Regions from separate parts of the Sus scrofa genome. Here region 1 is linked to region 2. A link is a contact called in public promoter capture Hi-C data. All regions are on one chromosome and are shown on one strand. The core of a region is the stretch at or near the end of the contact, and the rest is flanking DNA. Distances in the headings are between cores, read along the strand shown. Region 1 holds the start of RAB8B (ras-related protein Rab-8B). Region 2 holds the start of SNX1 (sorting nexin-1).

Region 1 (5,036 bases), core at 515-3,014, 890 kb after region 2:
CCTTGCTCAGTGGGTTAAGGATCCGGCGTTGCCGTGAGCTGTGGTGTAGGTTGCAGACGCGGCTCGGATCCCGCGTTGCTGTGGCTCTGGCTGTGGCTCTGGCGTAGGCCGGTGGCTACAGCTCCGATTCAACCCCTAGCCTGGGAATCTCCATATGCCGAGGGAGCGGCCCAAGAAATAGCAAAAAAAATAAAAATAAAAAAAATAAAAAAAGAAGCCACAAACATCAACCAGACAACCAAGAGCTACCATTCTTAAGGAGCAGGTCACTTGAATAGGCAGAAAACCAGCTCTGATTTGCTCTTCTTCAGTTTACACTAAGTTAAGAGATCCTGTTACCTGAATACATCTTCGAAAAAGTAGGAAGGACAGCTCCTGGCCAAGACTGGAAAAATCAGAATCAACTGAAAGTAACTGGGGGGTATATGGCATGTTGTGATCCATTTAGCAAGTAATAACTAAAACCAAAGGAAAATGTACAGGGATGCAGATAGAACCTAAGATCAATTCCTCAGCTGAGAAGTTACTAAACCTTCAAGGCTAAGAATTTTGAAAATTGTCAAGTACAGCTTCTCAGGAGATAGTGAAGGAATGAACCAAATGTTCCTGACCACACCATTCCCAAAGTCACCAATTCTCTTAATGCTGATTTAACACTCACAGAATAATTTAAAACTCCATAGACAGTATCCCATTACTCGTCATTTTCTGCTCTTTCTCCTGCACTTTATCCAAAGAGAGAAAATGGTAACCAGTGCTCCCAGTTACTGGAGAAAGTCCTACTCTCCATTTCCTCACCCTTTCCCATCTCTGCTCCACTCAGCCTCTCTACTGTATATTCTGCTTCCCTTTTTCCTTTCTGTTTCACACTCAGCTCTCCTTTACTTTCTCCAACAAGTATCCTCATTCTATTCTGTCCTCTGGTGTCCTAAACTCTTCTCCTACCTGCAGTTTTCTTCTGCCCCTTCCCATGATATCTCTGACCAGATTTCTTGTAACCAGTGCCCCTCATCGCTCACCTCCTGATCACTCATTCCCCTGAATCCTGCTCGGATTCCCAGGTTCTCACCTCTCTTGTCCCTTGTGTCCTCTGTCCCTTTACTTCATGGACCTCCCATTCCCATTCCCCTAACCCTTCATTTCCCCCTTCACATTTCCTTCCTCCTTCCTGTCTTTCAATCCGTTTCACACCCACTACCCTTTATCTCTCTCCAGGAGGTTTCCTGTGTGCCCCCCCCACACACTTTGTCCCTCTAAGACGCCTCCCTGTCACACTCCCAACTCTCTCATTTCCCCAAATACCCCTAGTCCTGTTCCTCTGGTTCCCCTTCCCCTTCCTTTACCCCCAAGTTCCTCCCTTCAACCTCTCCCCCCACACACCAGCTCATGTCCCCGCCTGCCCCTTTCCCACGGACCTCGCCGCCCTGCCGTTCCCAGGGTCCCCTCCCTGGGGCTCCCGAGCCACCCCCCCGCACGCTCTCGGCCCCTCGCACCCGCCCCCCATTTCTCACTCCCCGTCCCCGGCCGCGTCCCCTCCCTCACCGATGGTGGAGATGAAGGTGGTGTTGAAGGCGTCCTCGGAAAAGCGGAATAGGAGGCAGGTCTTGCCCACGCCCGAGTCGCCGATCAGCAGCAGCTTGAACAGATAATCATACGTCTTCGCCATCTTCTCTCTCCGGCCCTCTGACCGGGGAGCGAAAGGAGCGGCAGAGAGAGGCGGGGAGGGTGCCGCGGGCCAGGGGGCGTGCCCGCTGAGCCACCGATCGCCCCGCCCCTCTCCCCGCCCCCTTCCTCGGAGACGGCCTGCGCGCCCCGCCCCTCGTGACCAATCCTCGGGGTTTTCGTCATCACCGCCGGTGCCCCCATGCTGTATGGGATCTGTAGTTCTTTGAGGAGCTACGGGCGTTCCCCCGGCAGGCTGTCCCCGGGCCCCCAGAGGATAAAAAGAAGATCCGTTCTGGGCGGGATGATTGGGGATTAGGCGTTTCCACTTGAGCTAAGATGTGAGGCCAGGTTTCCAACTCCGCAGGTCGCGCCACCGGAACTTAACTTCGTCTATTCTTTGTGTGCCAGCGCCTTTCAATTCCAGGACCTCGGAATCGGAGTCCTTCGGTTCCCTCATCTCTTCTACTGGGACCCAGAACTGAGATGCTTTCTCTCCTTCACGCTGCCGTGGCGCAGCCTGTGGATTATCTGCAGAGCGCCTTATCTGGCTTTTCCTGCAGTTCCTGCCCAGCACCACGTCTAAGCCCTCTCCTGCAGACCCTCAGTTATAGAGCTTGAAAAGAATGGTTGCCGTTCTAACTTGAACCCCACTCCTGTTCTCCTTACGCCTCCAGAGCAGAACCAAGTACAGTGGGTAATTTAGAGGATCTGCTGTGCATACCGCTTACCCCACTCCCCCACCACCCGCAGCAGGATGGACCAAAAAAAAAAAAAAAAAAAAATCGGGGAAATGAAATTTTTAAGGCTTCTGTTACAGGTCTTGCCCTATAAAATTGCAAGCATCGTGCAATAGAGGAACTACGAACATGAGAATCTAGAGGATAAGATTTGGATTTTGTCTTGTTTCAGCAGCTTACCAACACACAGGCTCTCTGCACCTCAGTTTTCTCATCTGAAAAAACAAGCTGTTTCATAGGGTTGTAGGAAAAAAATAAGTGAGGTACTGAATGTGAAAGCACTTTGAAATCCTCAAGGCATTGTAGAAATGTCGGTGATGATGGTTACCTTCTTCAGCCTTCTGTGGTTCTCTCTTAATGGATGACAAATGGAGGACAGCAGCCTTCTGTTATACCCAACTTAATCCTTTATTTACTGTCTTAGACTATTATTCTTTGTTTTGTGAATGTATGGGTCCAGGCCTCTCTCACTCACTAGTGGCAGAAACCCAACCCCTAATGAGGAGGGATTCTGCCTTTTGGCACAGGCTGAGCCTCCCTGCCCCTGCCAGTTCTTGAACACGTCTGTGAATCTGGCCTCAGCCAAGGCCGAAGAAATGTGGACAGCTCAGTACTATACCTTCCTCTTCGTTCTGGAAAAGAGGGGAGGAAAAAAAAAACCCTTCAAAGACCACGGGAATCTTCTTTCTTTTATAAAATATGTAGTGATTAAAATAACTTGTAGTTGCTCTAGCTACACACAATCATTGGCATTCTCTCTCTGTATGAATAAGAACCCACTGACTTGGGAATTCTTTTGTGCTAAAGCGGGTTAAGGATGTGGTGTTGTCACTGCAGCAGCTTGGGTAGCTGCAATGGCGTGGATTTAATCCCTGGCCTGGGAACTTTCATATGCCGTGGGCATGGCCAAAAAAATTTTTTAAAAGAACACACTGATGTGGCAAAGAACTGAAATTCATAAGAGAAGCTAGGGTTAGGAATTTTAAAGTCCCTAAGTTTCCTTAGGGGAATTTTGTTAATTGATGGAAATTTTAAAAAGTTTTTTTTAGTCTTGTTTTCACTTCCCCAGTTTTTTCTATTAGCAAATATATATATCATTGGGACTTTCTAGCTAATAAGTCTATGCACCACTGTTGAACCATTCAAGCATTTTGATATATTGACACTACTTCGAGAAGAATATAATATTTTGCTTTTCTGAATTATGAATCTTCGTATTTAGTATAACAGCATGTTACTTAAAGATCAGATTTTGGTGGTAGTAACTACTACTGAATCAAGGCACTTTGCTCCAGAGACTGGACAATATGCATATTCGTATAGCTGAGGGTACCACAAGTACCTTCAGCTGGTTGCCACTTTCTTTCCTTTCTCCAAGTGGCATGTTACTGTGTTTTGAGAAAACCACATCAATATTTCTTGCCAGTTGCTCAAACTCACCCTTGCAATGCTGCATCATGCAGAACACTAGGCAGACCAGCACTTTCTACTTGATGCTGTAAATGTTTATTGAAGCCTTTGATAAGGTCAGCATGTACATGGCAGCTTGACTTACAGAAATCTAGCTGTCCAAGGAGTTTCCCCTGCTGCGGTTTTTGTCTGGTCAGCACTCTTTCTTCCTGCTTTGGGGAAGCTTCTCCTCCCCCACTGGTGGCTGTGAATTATGGTAAATTATTCCTTTGGCCACAGAGGTGGGCATATGGCCAGGCAAGGTCAAACTGAATCCTTCCTTGTGAATTTTTTAATGATGGTGATGATGCTGAAAGGACGTCTCTCTGATGTGAGGTCTATGTGAGCTTCAGGCTGGTTTGACCAGCGCTCTAGTTCATTTTCCTGTATTATTTTGTTACTGCCCTCCTCTATATGTTTACTTTGTTCCCAATCTGGCTTTCGTCATGGTAGCAAGGAGGACTGCCATGTTGCACAATTCCAAGGGCCATTATTCACTTCTTACAGTAGTTTATTCATCTCTGGGGTCTTTGACCCCCAAGAATCTACAAACATATTCGTGAGGGCCTGTGTGTTCTCTAGGCAAATCTTCAAATTAATTCGAGTATTCTTGAACTGGTTTAACTTGCTGCAAGAAGAGTTCCTGTTGTGGCACAGCAGAAACTTATCCGACTAGTAACCACAAGGTTGCAGCTTCTGGCCTCGCTCTGTGGGTTAAGGATCTGGCATTGCTCTGAGCTGTGGTGTAGATCGCAGATGTGGCTCAGATCCTGCATTGCTGTGGCTGTGGTGTAGGTCGGCAGGTGCAGCTCCAATTCAACCCCTAGCATGGGAACCTCCATATGCCACAGGTGCAGCCCTAAAAAGCAAAAAATAAAAATAAATTGCTAAGTGAGAGACATGTCACCTTTCTTAGTCGCTCATGTGAAATTAAATTTGATCCCTACTTGTCCAGGGCTGGCAAAACTGGTACCAATCATTATTAGGAATTTTCCTCCCCTTAATTGTATCCTATAAGAATCCAAGTGCTTACATGGCCCTGAAACACTAGGGGCAAATCAGCCTCTGGTCATCAGTCTGCTGATGCTTCTGTCCAACCACCCTTGGGTTCTTGTCCTCTGCCATCTGTTGAGCACAGCTGTCCCGGTGGGCTACAAAGATGTCCTTCATGGTGATTATTTTCAC
Region 2 (4,921 bases), core at 791-3,290:
TGTGGGTGCAGCCCTAAACAGAAAGAAAGAAAAAAAAAAAGTTAGCTTTCTGTGGTAGAACAAGTTCTTACCCTCTTCTCCTCCTACCTGGAAATTAGGCTAAGTATTTTCACAGGAGAGAGACTGAGACAGGGAGAGGGAAGGAGGTAGGGAGAGGGAGAGAAAGTATTCATGTCCCTGGGAAGTAATATGGTGACATCCATCAAATCACAATCTCTTAAACTTATTAAGAGAACTCCAGAAAATAACTCCTCATTCTTCCAGGGTTGTTTTTGAAAAATAAACAATAATTTGCCTATGTGACCAATCACTTTCAGAGTCAGAGGCTCTATTTTCAGATGTTCAGTCTATCTCCATCTCAGCAGCTATCAACACTAGCAGTTCTCCACTGCTTATGAGAGTTATTACTGAAGGAAAAGACTAAAGATTTGTTTTATAGGGGATACAGAAAGACTAAATTAGCAAGAGTTATTTCTCAGAGTAACAGAGACTTCATTAGACAGTTTGAGCTGTTATACTACCAAATACTTTTTAAGCTGCAGCTAGGGACTTAATTCCTAAATGCAGTACAGGGAAAATTCTAATGATTGTCACAAAAGATACTGCCAAGAAACTTAATCTTTTTCTTCTTCTTTTTATTTGGCCACAACACAGCATGCGGAAGTCCAGGGATAGAACATGAGCCACAGTAGGGACCCGAGTTGCTGCATTGACAATGCCTGATCCTAAACCCACTGTGCCACCAGGGAACTCGGAAACTTAACCTTTTCTGACATAAATGAGACAAACTTTTTCAGACACATACTTGCATAAAGAACATAAAGCTCTTTTAGTCACTCCTATATTAAGTAGCTACTATGAAGATAAGCATTACCCAAGATGGAAAGATACATAAATCCAGACCTAACACTGAAGAAATTTTCAACCTGCAACTAACTGGATCAAGTGTTCTTATGAATCAATGTTCTTATAAAACAGCCCAAAACATCTCTACTGGTTCCAGAACTGACTACTTATATCCATATTCCACATAGAAAGATTAGTTTTTCCCAATATCTTAACTTTTTCTAGAAACCCGGATATTACTATGAGAAACCCCATTTTCATCTTGAATTTACAGATTCGCTCCCACTAAGGCTTTAGGCATTTTAACATATTCCTTTAAAAGGGACAAAGCTTTCTGTCTATGTAGTGATTAAACCGGCAGGGCCTTTTTTTTCAACCGACCTCTGGCAAGATTTTCCTAGACATCAAAGGAGTCGGCCTAACTCTCATAAACTAAGATCCAGAAAGGGCCTTTAGTAATTACCGGTGAAGTACTGAGCTAAGGAAAGGATCTGTGGGCGGGCCACTATCCTGGGCCATTCTAGATAACATTATTCATCCCTGGAACAGTAAGGCAAGGAAAAGGAAAGTCTGCACCCCTTTTCTTTATCTTGACCTATTAAATCAGCACGGAAGGAAACCACCAGCAAAACAGCCCCGGGGGTTCGTGGGGTCACCACAAAGCAAGGCCAAATGCCTGCCTTGGCAGCTCTTCGCTGTCAGGGACCTCGGCAGAGAAGCCACCACACCCCTCATTCCTCACCGTCCACCCAGCGTCCAGGAAGCCAGGGCTCACGTCTCTGCGCTCATCCGGACCCAAGCCATGACTACTGTCACCAACACAAGGTCTCGCCGGGCCCACTCTGCCCAGCCTTCCCGGCACTCGCTTAGCCTTTCCTTTTGGGGCGCCCGCCCGCCTGCCCCGAAGGGGGCGAACTTACGGCCGCCGCGGCGCCGGTGAAAATATCCTCCCCCTCGGTGTCACTGTCCCCCGCCTCGGGTTCCGACCCCCCTGTCGCCCCCTCGAACTCCGGTTCCAGGCTGGGGAAGGGGGGAGGGAGTCTTTCCGAAGCGCTACAGCCACCACCACCCGACGCCATCTTCCTCCACCCGCGGCGGAAGCCGCAACAACAACTTTATGGAGAGATAGTGCCGCGAGCAAAGCGTTCCAGCAGAGCGGAGGCGGGATGGCAGCCACCAGCCCTGCGGGACACACAGGGCGGGGAAAAGGGGCGGGGCGTACTCGCTCGGGGCGGGGTGGGGGCCGGCTCGCAGCTCCTGTCCAGCCAATCCAAGCCCTGGATCGCGACCCCGCACTCTTAACCTAGGGAGCAGAGGAGCAAGAGAGGAGGAGCTAGGGGCCGCTCAGGTTCCTGTGGCTCTTTGTGCTTTATCTAATAGACTTCTTAAGGAGATGAAAAAAGTCTGAAAACCTCTACCAGCCACCAACTCATGCCAAGCGCAGCGGCTTCAAAGACATTTAATAAGTATTTTTGGTTGAGGTCTCAACATATGCAGTCAATTTTCGCCATTTATTCTCTTGACATTTAGTTAGTTCATTCAAGAAATAAATATTGAGCATCTACTCTGTGCCTCGCACCCTGCTATGCGTTTCACATATAAAAATAAAGCTCCTTCTGCCCACCAGGCGCTTGAGGGAGACGGGCATGTAAATTAACAATTCAATACGATCAGTGCTATAATGTGCTGTGGGAGCATAGTAAGAGATCATCAATTCTGCCTGGAGAAGTCAGGACGCCTCAAAGAGGTGAGACTTCAGTGGGCTAAGTTTGGTCGCAAGGAAGTTAGGATTATCCTCACAACTGCTGTGGAGTAAGTGGAGTGGAACAGATGACAGGGGAATTATTAAACTCTGAACCAAATTTTCCTGCGGCCTAAACTATTCACTATTATCTGGTGGGCTTAAAGTCTAAATCAGCTATATAAGATTTTATCTTTAAAGATAAATAGGATATGTTATCATGGGATAACTCAGCAAGAAATCCTGACCTTCCTCTCAATAGAGATGATACTAAACTTGGCATCAACTTTGACAAAAGGTTTAGTTTGTTTGTAACTGCAAATCTCTCAGCATCAGGTGTTGGCTCCCTCACAGGTCTGTGAGCTGCTTAAGGGCGGGAGTCCTGTCCCATCTTGTATCCTCCGCGTCTATAGACTAAGTCTGGCAAATTAAGTATCTAATAAACGTTTGAGACTTGATTGGAAGGATGGATGGATAAAATTAATACCATCAACCTTGTTACTGGCATCATCACAGCCACCAATACCAAAGGGCTTAGAACGTTCTTTTTAGGATTGCGATCTCTAATGTCACTGTGAGACACACCGGACACAGGGGAAAGCTCTCTCGTTCTAAGTTGTCTTCGAGGGAAACTGGCAGAAATATTCAGGGGGTATTGGGAGTTGTGCTGGCCTGAGTTCCTATGAGACAAAACCAAAAAGGAACCCCCTCCACGCCTAACCATCCAAGTACACGTCCTTTCACTGCAACGGAAACTCACTTCCGGCCTGACTAGTCGTTAAGAAAACTTTGGCTGGAAGCGACACTCTCTCGGAGAAATAACGGTAGGGAGTCTCCGTGTAGACGTCCTCCAGCACTAGAAATCAAGATTTCCTTTTCCCTACCTCTTCAGTATTCATCCTTAGCTTATCCAAGCGCTGAGTGAGGCATTTTGTAATGGGTAACAAAACGTTACCTCCCTCCCGACCCCCCCACCGTGGGAAACTACAGTTCCCATAATGCAGCTCTCCGTCTTCCGAAGAAAACGCCCATACGTCCCAGCACACAACGCGCTTCACGTGCCTCTAGGGATTTCCCCCCCCCCCGCCCGCCCCTCCTGTCCGCCAAAGCCGAGCAAAGTATGCTGGGGTTTGTAGTCCGTGCAGCCTTTTTCCCTAGATCCTTCGCGCTACTCCGTCCAGTCCCGCCTAGTCTCTGCTGCCCAGGACCTTTTAGGCTTGTCTTGGCCCCTTTGAAGATCAGGAAGTTGATAAATTGTGAAGCTCGCTGTTGAAAGACGGTGGCTCGGGTGGGACAGTCGCCAGGGATGGCGGAGCGTGAGAATGGAGCGGGTGTCCGGGCTGCTTTCCAGGACGCTGAACAGAGTCCTGTGGCTCTCCGGCCTCTTTGAGCGCGGAGCTGCCCGGCAGCCCCGGATCATGGAAGAGAAAGCGCTAGAGGTTTATGGTAAATAATTTTACCGAGGGCAGTGTTTGGCGGTATATATGGAGGCGGGGGTAACTTGGGCCTCACCTGAGAGTGGGAGTGGTTTTTGCCGGATTTCTGGGAGCATGGAAAGCTTTTTCTCCCGGGTCCCAAGTTTTTCGGGCATGTGGTCTTTATAAGGTTCTTCCTAAACCTAGGGCAAGTCGAACCCTGAGTCTCAAATGCTTCAATTTTCTTGTCTGCCTCACGTTCTAGTGGCCATCTCAAGACATCTGGGCAGAGCAGGAGTCTAGGATGCTTGGTTAGGAAGCAAAGCTGGCCTGATTGCATGACTTGAGCTTCCTATCTCCAGCCCCTGGACACACAATCCTGCCACCGCCGAGGGCATTGCTGGGTGGAGTTGAGGACTAGCTCAAGGTCACAGCTACTCTTTTCTGCATAGGCAATAGCCAGAGGTTCCTGAGAGCCTAGCCTTGAACTTTAAGTTTTGTTGTTGTTGTTTTTGTTTTTTTTCCACACAGCTAAGCCTGGAATGCAAAAACAAAAGAAGAACAAAAAAGCAAACCACACACAGAGTTTTAGATGTAGATGCAGGTAGACTCTTTTCAAACCCTGGAACCGTCTTCACTGTACAGATGAGGAAACAAAGGTTTAGAGTGGTTAAGCAACTACTTGGAGGCCACATTGACTCCATGGAAACACCAAAACCAAAGTTTTGGTTAAGGAAACACCAAAAACCAATCACTAAGTTTGGAATCTTCTGATTCCAAACTTAGTGCACTTTTGCTTTATGACTTACCTTTTTTGGGGATTTTCTAGTATTGTGTTTGAAAACTAAAAAGACTGGTCTAACTTTCGGCAATTCCTGGTAACCAGGGTAAAACTGCAAGAATGCAAATATGCAGGTAA

The links. Promoter capture Hi-C pulls out the DNA fragments that hold promoters and counts their contacts.
Region 1: a promoter capture Hi-C map of liver shows a contact between it and region 2, with 3 times the contacts expected there. The contact joins the promoter of RAB8B here to the promoter of SNX1 in region 2. A contact is called at or near these places in 1 of 5 promoter capture datasets (liver) and 1 of 47 Hi-C or Micro-C datasets (liver).

The regions. Positions count from the first base shown.
Region 1 is chr1:108,838,458-108,843,493 of Sscrofa11.1, forward strand. RAB8B (ras-related protein Rab-8B) reads right to left here and starts at 1,765. Exons shown (of 8, transcript XM_001929029.7): 1 at 1,543-1,765. The coding sequence starts at 1,666.
Region 2 is chr1:107,947,880-107,952,800 of Sscrofa11.1, forward strand. SNX1 (sorting nexin-1) reads right to left here and starts at 2,041. Exons shown (of 15, transcript XM_021093910.1): 1 at 1,767-2,041. The coding sequence starts at 1,925. FAM96A (MIP18 family protein FAM96A) reads left to right here and starts at 3,739. Exons shown (of 4, transcript XM_021093923.1): 1 at 3,739-4,033. The coding sequence starts at 3,910.